Linked DNA regions of Anser cygnoides: region 1 is linked to region 2. A link is a contact called in public Hi-C data. All regions are on one chromosome and are shown on one strand. Each heading gives the region's core, a stretch centred on a gene start, on an enhancer-like site or on the middle of the called end of the contact. The rest is flanking DNA. Distances are from core to core; before and after follow the strand shown.

Region 1 (4,897 bases), core at 1,819-4,318, 320 kb before region 2:
GTAAAGGAATTTATATATCTGAGAAATTGTTCCTTCTTTCAGGTGCCAGTATGTTAGGTTTCAGCTTGTCTCTTCCAGGGATATCTCAGATAGGAACAAGAGTACCAGGAGTACCGAGTGTTACCTTTGTCTCTTTTTCCTGGCATAGATCAATACACACATAGCACTTTCTGACCATGTGTATGAGTATGCCTTTTTTTTTTCTTACTGTCTTCCTTCTACATAGCCAAAATATTGCAGATTGCTGCTATTATACTTTTCTATGACCTTCGAAGTGCGTAAATCTTTGAGTTAAAATTATCTTGTAGTTTGGTTAATCTCTGAAGATGGTGTGTATGGCCTGAAACTTTGAATATAAGAACTTAATTTTAAACTTAATTAAAACTTAAAAATTTAAATGTTTTGAGAAAAATATATTGACATGTTGATTTCTGTGAGAAATCAGAAAAAGAAAACTTGAAAATATGAGGAGAAATATCAACACTGTGCGTATTTGTTAGCTGTAGGGAATTATACCAGTGAAAATAAAACCAACAAAAGAGCACGTCCAGTCTCTAGTACATGGGGCTTTATATCTACAACTGTGATCATGTCCACTACAGAACTTGTAATAGATTGCACCAGTTCGTAAGGGACCATGTATGGCAGAGGTGCTCTCAGGGAAAACTCACTGTGTTGTTATCAGAATAAAGGATTAGTTTTCTGTGTGAAAGTAAACCAAAACAGTCCGCTTAATCTACTCTTCCACATCTTTCCTTTCTAGAGGCAATTTTTTCCACTCTACAGGTAATGCATAGAGATGGTTTGTTACTTGATGGGTGATCTTGCTGTGCTTTGCAAAGTTTTCCATGGGCTGTGGATATTACTTTGCACACGACAAGAATCTCCGCCTGAAGTGAGCAACTTCTTGTTTTCCTCGAGAAGTCATTGAAGGGAACGGAGCCGGAGCATGTCAAACTCGTTTGTTACGAAGCACACACAGATTACTGGGACACGCTGGGAAACGCAGCGCTTGATTCCTGATTGCAAACCACAGTTTGCAGACTGGAAATCGGGGTTCTCCCAGTTTGCCAGTAAAATGCAGGTGGGAGTCAACTCTGGTGATTATTAAGCCTGTGAGCTTTGGATGATTTTTGCAACATTCAGGACAAGCAGCCCCCGGACATATCACCCTGATTATTGGAAGCTGTTCTTTCCTGTATTGTTTGGTACTTCTTTGGCTCCCCGCTGATTAATCCAACATATGGTTGCTAAAATTATCTCTCACTGCTGTTTCTCTCCTTTGGCATTGATCCCTTGCTTCCCCATTTTCTGTCTCACCTGGTGACCCCAGCTCAAGCTGAGGGCCTTGGCCCTTGTGATCTTCACAGCGTGGCCTCCTTGGCCCTGGGTTGCCGGAGCAGCGTCCTGATGGCTTCCCGTCTCCTGCCGGCAGACTTGCACCTTCCCTTCAGCTTGACACTGGACAGAGGTGAGGCCAGAAAGGAAACCACCTCAACTTCAGAAGCACATTTGAGTTCAACAGGCACATGCTTAAAGTAAGAGAGCTCATGGTGTTATCCACTCCCTGCTACTTCTCCTGTTCCTTCCTGGCTCACACGTACGGTAAGGAAGGGAAAATATTCAGAGCCCCTCGTGGATGGGAATGTGGACTGAGACTGACGATGTGAATTTGTGGAAAGAGGGATTCTTTTCCCCGTGGTAATGGTGTGCGTCAATATTTTGGTGTTTAAACTTACAGCTTGTGGCTGTTGCACTTGTTGCCACCCGGCTTGGGCACAGCCGAGGGTCAGGTTGCCGAGGGGTGTCACAGCCCTGTGTCCCACGGGGGGGTCACGGAGATACGAGGAGCGGGATGGTGGCAGGAGGCTGGGTGGCGTTACTGCGGCTGTTACCAGCCCAAAGCTGGACAGCACCTGCGGGTGAGCGCTGCCTTCCTTCTGCGAGGCGGGGCCGAACCCTGCCTTGGGTTCGTGCCTGTGGGGCCGTGCCCGGAACGGGGTTTTCCTGTCTGGCAACATTTTTTGGAGATGTCACAAAATTTCTCATTCTGCACGGGACAAAATCGAGCCCGGAGCCAACCCCCCCCCCCCCCCCCCCCCAACACCGTGCCGTGCCAACCCTGCCTTCAGCACCGGCTGCGGAGGGAGGGGGGAGCCTCGGGCTGGCTGCTCTCACCTCACCCCAAAATTTGGGGAGGTGGGGGGAGGGATAAGGGGCGTTTTGGGGGGGCCGCAGCTCATCCCCCCGGCAGGGGGCGGTGTGGGCCGCCGAGCCGGGCTGTGCCGAGCCGGGCGGGGAGGGGAGGGGAGGGGAGGGGAGAGGAAGGGAGGGGAAGGAGCACAGCCGCCCCTCCCCCGCTTCCTCCTCCTCCTCCTCCTCCTCCTCCTCCTCCTCCTCCTCCTCCTCCTCCTCCTCCTCCTCCCTCCCTCGCGCCGGCGGCCCCGCGCCCGGCCGCCAGAGCCAGACTCGCCGCAGACAGGCGGCAGCCAGCGGGGCGGGCAGGGCGGGGGGAGGAGGAGGAGGAGGAGGAGGAGGAGGCGGCGGCGGCGGCGGCGAGGCTGGGGATGAGTTGGAGGCAGCCGCGGAGCCAGCCCCAGCGCGCCGAGGGAGGCTGCCGGGGGCGGCGGGCGCCCCGTCCGCTCGGCGGGGGCCGGGGGAGGTGAGTGCGGGGGGCACCGGGGGGGAGCGGCTGGGGGGGGGCCCGGGGTGGGGGGGGTGGCCCCCGGGGAGCTGATCGAGGCCGGATCGCCGAGATCGCTCCGGGGTTTTGGGGACCCGGGATTTTATGGTCCCGTGCTGCCCCCCCCCCCCGGCAGGGGCCGCGCTCCGGGCAGGCAACTTTGGCAGCAAGGACAAGGAGCGGGGGGGCTGCCGCCTTGGCGCACAAATGACCTATATTTGACAAAGTGACCCCCCCTCCTCCCCCCCCCCTTTTTTTTTTTTAAAGTTTATTAGCAGAAGTGTAGCCCTGCCTGCCGGGTCTGCCCGCAGCCCTCGCGTTGGATGCGTGCATCCCAAACCTCCGAGCCGGGCTCCCCGGCGTGTAGGTGGGTGGCTCTGGGGAGGGGGCGAGCGCACCGCTGTGGGTAGGCTTCGCCGGGGAATAAACAGGAAGCAGGCAAAATGCAAAAGTAACTTTTTTTTTTTTTTTTCTTCACTTGGGGGTGCATATTCTTAAATGAGTGCCCACAGCCGTAAAGGCTTTGCTGGGATCTTCCTCTCCAGAACGGTTCAGACCCTTTTGTGAGTAGCAAGTGATGGCTGTGCGAGAGAGCAGGAGGGATCTGGTGAATAATTTTATATGCCGCTAGAAATAGCGTTTGGTGTCGTAAAAGTTTTATTGATTTAAAGCATGGCTATCTTCCTGTCAGGAAGGAAAACTGAGAGGTTTATCTGTGCTTGCAAGCAGAAAAACTTTTGCATTAAACGTGTGGGGAATGGCAAGGTGCACCACGTAGCACGAAGAGTGTGCAGCGCCTTCCGTCTGAGGCTATAGCTGAGAAGGGAGAGAGTTTTCATCAGTAAGAAAGCCCGAGAGGCAATTACCGGTAGGCACAGACGAGGTAAGAACATAGATGCTGCCTAAGTACAGTAATGTACCTTTCTGGAAGGCGCCTTTGGCTTTTCATCCCTCAGCCCCTGAGTGGTGTTCGTACGGCAAGACTTGTCTTCTGCCTCCCCGCGTCGCTTCTTGGGTGAGGCTTGTAGGAAACGTGCTCCTTGCAACAACCCAGAATCGGTCAAACAACGGGTGGTGCACTGTTGAGTAGAGATGAATAACTGTGCGTGTGGTGCACACGCGTATGGTCCCCCTAATGAGAATATAAATATTAGGGCTTCGTGGCTGTGAGTACCAGGGGAAGGTTTGCTGGGAGGACAGCGCGCTGCTGGGGAGCGCTCTGACCGACCTCCCCACGTCCACGTTCACTGAATAGCGATGGTGCTCTCCCCATCCATGTCTGTGCCGGGGTGGTAGCACCAGGTATTAAGTTACTGCGATACATAAAGCGAGCAGTGTGAGGAGAACTGACATCGGAATGCGTCAAGTATGCGGTTATGTACAGAAGTAAAATTACATCTTCTTATATATTCTGCGTTTGTATCATCTTATTTAATTCTGATTCTTGGGTACGTGAAGACCATTGCTGCATACACATAAAGCACATTGGTATTCGCCGGTAAATTAAGATGCCCGTGCAGGCCTAAATGATGATGAATGCGTAACACAGAATGAGTTAACAATGTGAGACAGTATATTACAGACCATTGGTTTATGTTAATTGAAACATTACAGGCACTAGGCAGCGTTTGGCTGATGAAGCTTGAGTTCAGCCTTCGGTGGAAGCTGCAGGAGTAGAAGGAAATTGGGATTCAAGACTGAGGCATAGCAGAATTACATTTAGTGAGATGCAAATCATTGAGCAGTAGTCTAACCTAACAGTTTAGAGATAACCTGTCCCTTTGTGATTTTTAAGCAGATAAAATGCTGTTTTTTCTGCGTAGGACCATTAAGGCGAGACCTGAAAAGATGAGTTGTTGTTAGTTTTCTGCTCACTGAAGGTACCGTGTCTGTTTTATTTATTTATTTATTTATTTATTTTGAATGAGAATGAAGTTTCCCCTCTAATTTTCTTGTCCAAACTTTAGTTCTCTTTTTTACAGCTGCCCTGCAGTATTCTCTCTAGCGGCTGCTACCCTACCACCAAGAACTGGTTGCACTTGAGTGATGCTGTCTAAAATCATTGGGAGTACTTTCAGGATATGTAAATCAGAAATAAGTAAATTATTATTAAAAAAAAAAAAAAAGGAAGTGTCTGAGAGATTGTATTGAATTAAATTACTTTTGAGAGAATTGAAGTGCTAAAAAACGCATGCCTGCCCACCAACTCTTGTA
Region 2 (4,461 bases), core at 622-3,121:
ACCCTACCAAGTTCTTAAGCATTCCTCCTGTCCCTGAAGATTTCAATCATATGTTAGGCCCAAACCTCAGTTATTTCAGTAGTTTTATTCCATTTTTACTCCTGAAATCTTGCTGATGTTGAATTTACTTCAGTGCCTAATTTTCAAAGTATGTTCAGCTTCAACAATCTGGGTTTATAGCGTATCAGCGCCAACAATAACTATGTTGGATCTTATTCCCAAGCTGCAAAACTGATTACAAGGAATGTTATGGATTCAACTACCAGTTTTACAGTCATTTTTAAAATCAGTACTTTCTGCTTTTGCCATTGTGTTAGTTGTGTCCTTATCTTTAAAGCCAATATTGAAGTCAAAACTCCATAGAGGTCCAAAAAACCTGTTGAGATGCAAGCTAAGGCCTGTTATCTCAGATAAGGGGACAGCAGTAACTCCCTGCCTTACAAAAACAGACCGATTCAGTTCCTTAGTGATGTCTATAAGCATACATGCAGAGCTGGAGTGGCTTGTCTGGAGATCACCTACAACAGCAGAATTACATGGATCCTTCTAAATACAAAAATCAGATAAAATCTTTTCTTATCAGCTGCTACAGTCTGTGAAGTAGACGTGTAGAAAGTCACGCTAAACAAATCTTTTTTATCTTACATTCCTTACATGCTCAGAGTCTGAATTTGCCTACTCGTTTTTGCCATGTGCAGGCCATCTGATATCCACCTACCCAAACCATCCAATGATTTTTTTTCTCCCTGATGGCAACGCTTCTCAAGCAGCGAGTGCAATTCCACAACGCTGCCGCAGAGGCCACTCACACCCCTTTTACCTCAAGCAGCCTTTGAACAGTAAAAGGAGATAAACACCTGCTGTCAGCACCACAGGAGATGGATGGTGGGGACACATTATCCTCTGTGCATACATTTCCCACACAGAAGCAGCTGCAAGTCAAATAACCTAGTGCACAGGCGGCAACTCAGATTCCAAATTTGGAACTTGCTCCCCATCTCTCCCTCAAGCAGCATAACTTTGGCAAATCGTTAAGTTTATACTTGTAACAGTAGAAGCCTCTTGGGGTTTAGATAAGCTGAGGAGCAGTAAGTTGCAGTCTGCTTAAGAATTAGGTTTGGTGCAGGCTTCTGGGGCACTTTGTGTGCTGCTGTCCAAACTCGTGCTTCCTCCCTTGGGCCAGCTTGCAGAAAGTATTTTGGAAGTGGACATAAATGAGGTGAAACGTGTAGGCTGCATTATCTGACACACATCTATACTTGATTTGAAATTAAAAGCAGTCTCTCCTGATGTAACAGCGTTGTCAGAGTCCTCTGACTTGGACAGCTCTCATGGTTAATTACCAGAAGCAGATTACCAACAAGAACCAGAACTCCAAGCAGGGTTACCAAAACCGTCCTGCCTTGTTCAGCTAGCCAGTGCCTCCTGGGGATCCCGAGGCCCCCACAGCAAGCCCCCAAAAAAACGCGTAAGGAGAAAAGGCTGAAGCCTCGAGATCGTAAACACGGCTCTGCCCGCGAGCAGCTACCCGGAGGGCGGCAGGGGGCCCCACGATGGCACCCGCGGGACGTGCCGCTTCCCCCCGCCCCCAGCGGCCGGGCCCTACCTCCCTCCCTGCCCGTACCCCGCGAGGCGCCCGCACCCGGGGGCAGCCCACCCGCCCCGGCCGCACCGAGCGGGTACCTCACGGCCGAGCCGCCGCCGCTCTTCCTCCACCTCAGGCCCGGCCCCGTCGCCGCTCCGGGCGGCGGCTGACCAACGGCCACCAACGGCCCCAGCCGCACGCGCCGTTCCCCGCCCCCCCCCGCGCGCGTCAGGGCAACGTGCAGCACCGCCCGTCCCCACCATCACCTTGAGGGCAGGCGGCGGGGCCACTGCGCAGGCGCGGCGGCCCCCCTCCGCGCGAAGCCTGCTGGGAGTCGTAGTCCTGTTCCCCTCCCACGCAGCACGCATGCGCAGTGCCGCTGGAAAGCCCTCCCCGTTCCCCGGACGTGACGCCACGGCGGAGGGGGCCTCTTCCGCAAACGGGATGGCGGAGCGCCCGGCGGGGTGAGCGCCGCGCCGCCTCCCCCCTCCTCGCCCGCGGCAGCACGGCGGCGGGCGGGGGGGGGAGCGGGGCAACGGCACAGGCAGGCGGCGGGGGGGGGGGCGGGGGAGAGCCAGGGGAGGCGGCGGGCAGCTGGGGGGCGGGGCCACGACGGAGCGGGCGGGGCCTCTGGGCTTGGGGGCGGGGGGGGCCTCGCCGTGGCGCCGTTGGTGCCGTTGCCCCCGGGCGCTGCCCCGTAAAATGGCGGCCGCCGCGCGCCAACGGCTGCGGGGGGTCTCTCGTTCCCCGCAGCTCCCTGGCGTGAGCGGCCGGCCGTGAGGGCTCTACCCCCGCGTGAGGGATGGCCGACCCCGCCGCGGCGGAGGGAAAGGACGGGGAGCAGCCCCGTGGCGATGCGGAGGGCGGCAGCTCCGGCACAGCGCGCCCCGCCGGCAGCGAGCAGCAGGAGGGCGGAACGAAAAGGAAGCTGGAGGAGCAGGAGGGGGAGCCTCCGAAGAAATCAGTGAGTACCGTAAGAGCAGCAGAAAATATTCCTCCTTTTACCTGGGAGGGTGACAAGGCAAAGTGATGTTTTATAAGACACTGCCCCTTATCATATATGCGCTTATAGAAACTGATGCTGTAGTTCTGATCCAGTCTACTTTTGACCTTTTGCAATACTTATGTATAATTTGAAAATGTTTTTGACCTAATGCTTTGTTTCTGTGTTCGTATCTGAATGGTAATCTAAGCAGTCTGGAAAAATTAATACCCTTTGTCGTGGCAGAAACACTACTAACCCTTTTGTCCTTTTGCTAAAGTAATTTTGGGATCAGGCTTAGAAGGGCAAGGAATATGCTGTTATTGCATAGCCTAAGGGTATGAAGAGGTTAGACTCTTTCAGATTAGACTGAAAGCAGCTGCCAGCAATCTAGATGCTACTGCTGATGGCTGTTACTAACAGTGGTTGCAGCAGCTGGGGTGCCTTAATGGATTGTGTGAATGTGTTTCCCTCACTTGTCAAAGTCAGCCTTTCTAGTTTAAGTCACCTTCAGTGGCTGTCAGGGGACCATCTGTGCTTACCGTGAAAAAGACTAGAAAGGGTCAAAATATTTGTTAGTCTCAGTGAGCTGAGTGCGGTAATAAAGAGGTGATGGGGTTATAAGTATTCCAGACAAGTAAGGCTGTGTACGTGCTCAAGGTTACCAAAATTATATGAAACGTTGAAGAACAAATGTACCATATTAAAGTCAGTCAGACCTTTTCTCCTGAGCGACTGGTATTTCAATGATAAGGTGTTTGGGCATTGACTTTTTTTAGTGGATTACTATTGGGATTGCTTTTAATTGCAATGTAAATTCACAGTGGCTGGAATTTTGTGGCATGTTTGTGGGTTCTGACTGAGAATTCTTCAGTCTCGTTTGTACTGTTAGACAGTTTTGTCTTGCAGAATTTGTGTTCTGTTACTTTGTATTTTATTTATAATTTTTTTTACATGTTATGTATATAAATGGAGATTGTTTTCAAGGTTAAGAAATGTTAGGAGCATAATATCTAGTTACAGAGTACTTTTCAGTATCGTATCGGGCTTCCTATTTTGGACTAATTATATTTAAGGCTAAAACAGGCATTTCTATGGACTGCTGACAAATATGAAATGGGATACTGTCATCAAGTCATTATTCTCTTTCCCTTACCCTGGTTTGTTCAAAGCTCTGGTAGTTACCACTGACAGCTTTGCGCAAAATCAGCTAGTCAGCATTTTGGTTAAATTGGCAGTTCATACACTTCTGTTAACAGCAAACACTGAATTTCTGAACCAGGATTTTCTAAGAACCTTAAACGTGAAATAATGCTCAGAGAGAAGGAACATCTTCCTTTTCAGCCCCTGATTTAAAGGGGATGAAACTGATTCTTTGAGAAAATGTAAGCAAAGATGCTGGATGTCATCCATCAGAAGTTATGTGGGCCAACTGAAAACGGAATTAAATTTTTGAGGCAGTTGACTCTCCAGTGATAGAAGTACTGATGTCAGTTTCAGGCCAGATATATATACAAAAACATTTCCCCATAATGATCGTGACCAGTGTAGCTTGTTTCCTTTCTTAAATCTCTTAAGTGGATACGTCTCTTGATTAAATGAGAAAATAATACAAAGAATTTGCTGCTTTAGACTATTCCTTCCCTCGTTTCTACAGAGTGAGACAGGCCATGGGCAAGCTGTAGCTGCACATTATAATGAGCTTCAAGAGGTTGGATTGGAAAAACGCAGCCAGAGTCGCATATTCTACCTCAGAAACTTTAATAATTGGACAAAGAGCGTCCTCATTGGTGAGTTTCCTTAATTGATTGCTTTGCCTTTAATAAAATGTAACTTTTTTGTTTCAAAATGTGCTTTTTCTGCTCTGATGTTTATTATTGAACTTTGTCTGTTA

The links. A called contact is a pair of places that touch in the nucleus more often than the background predicts.
Region 1: a contact with region 2 is called in a Hi-C map of liver, with 1.7 times the contacts expected there. The contact joins the enhancer-like site here to the promoter of FAM210A in region 2. A contact is called at or near these places in 2 of 7 Hi-C or Micro-C datasets (granulosa cells and liver).

The regions. Positions count from the first base shown.
Region 1 is chr2:107,563,387-107,568,283 of Taihu_goose_T2T_genome, reverse strand. No RefSeq gene overlaps it. Among named protein-coding and RNA genes, the nearest start is that of LDLRAD4, 45 kb to the right of the region's middle. Within about 2 kb of position 3,068, at least 1 of the 3 cell types and tissues checked has open chromatin away from gene starts, as enhancers often do. A contact at or near this core is called in liver, where this site is marked.
Region 2 is chr2:107,239,548-107,244,008 of Taihu_goose_T2T_genome, reverse strand. FAM210A (family with sequence similarity 210 member A) reads right to left here and starts at 1,871. Exons shown (of 5, transcript XM_048077108.2): 1 at 1,852-1,871. It overlaps RNMT (RNA guanine-7 methyltransferase), which reads left to right and starts at 1,917. Exons shown (of 11, transcript XM_048077104.2): 1 at 1,917-2,049; 2 at 2,339-2,549; 3 at 4,225-4,357. The coding sequence starts at 2,388.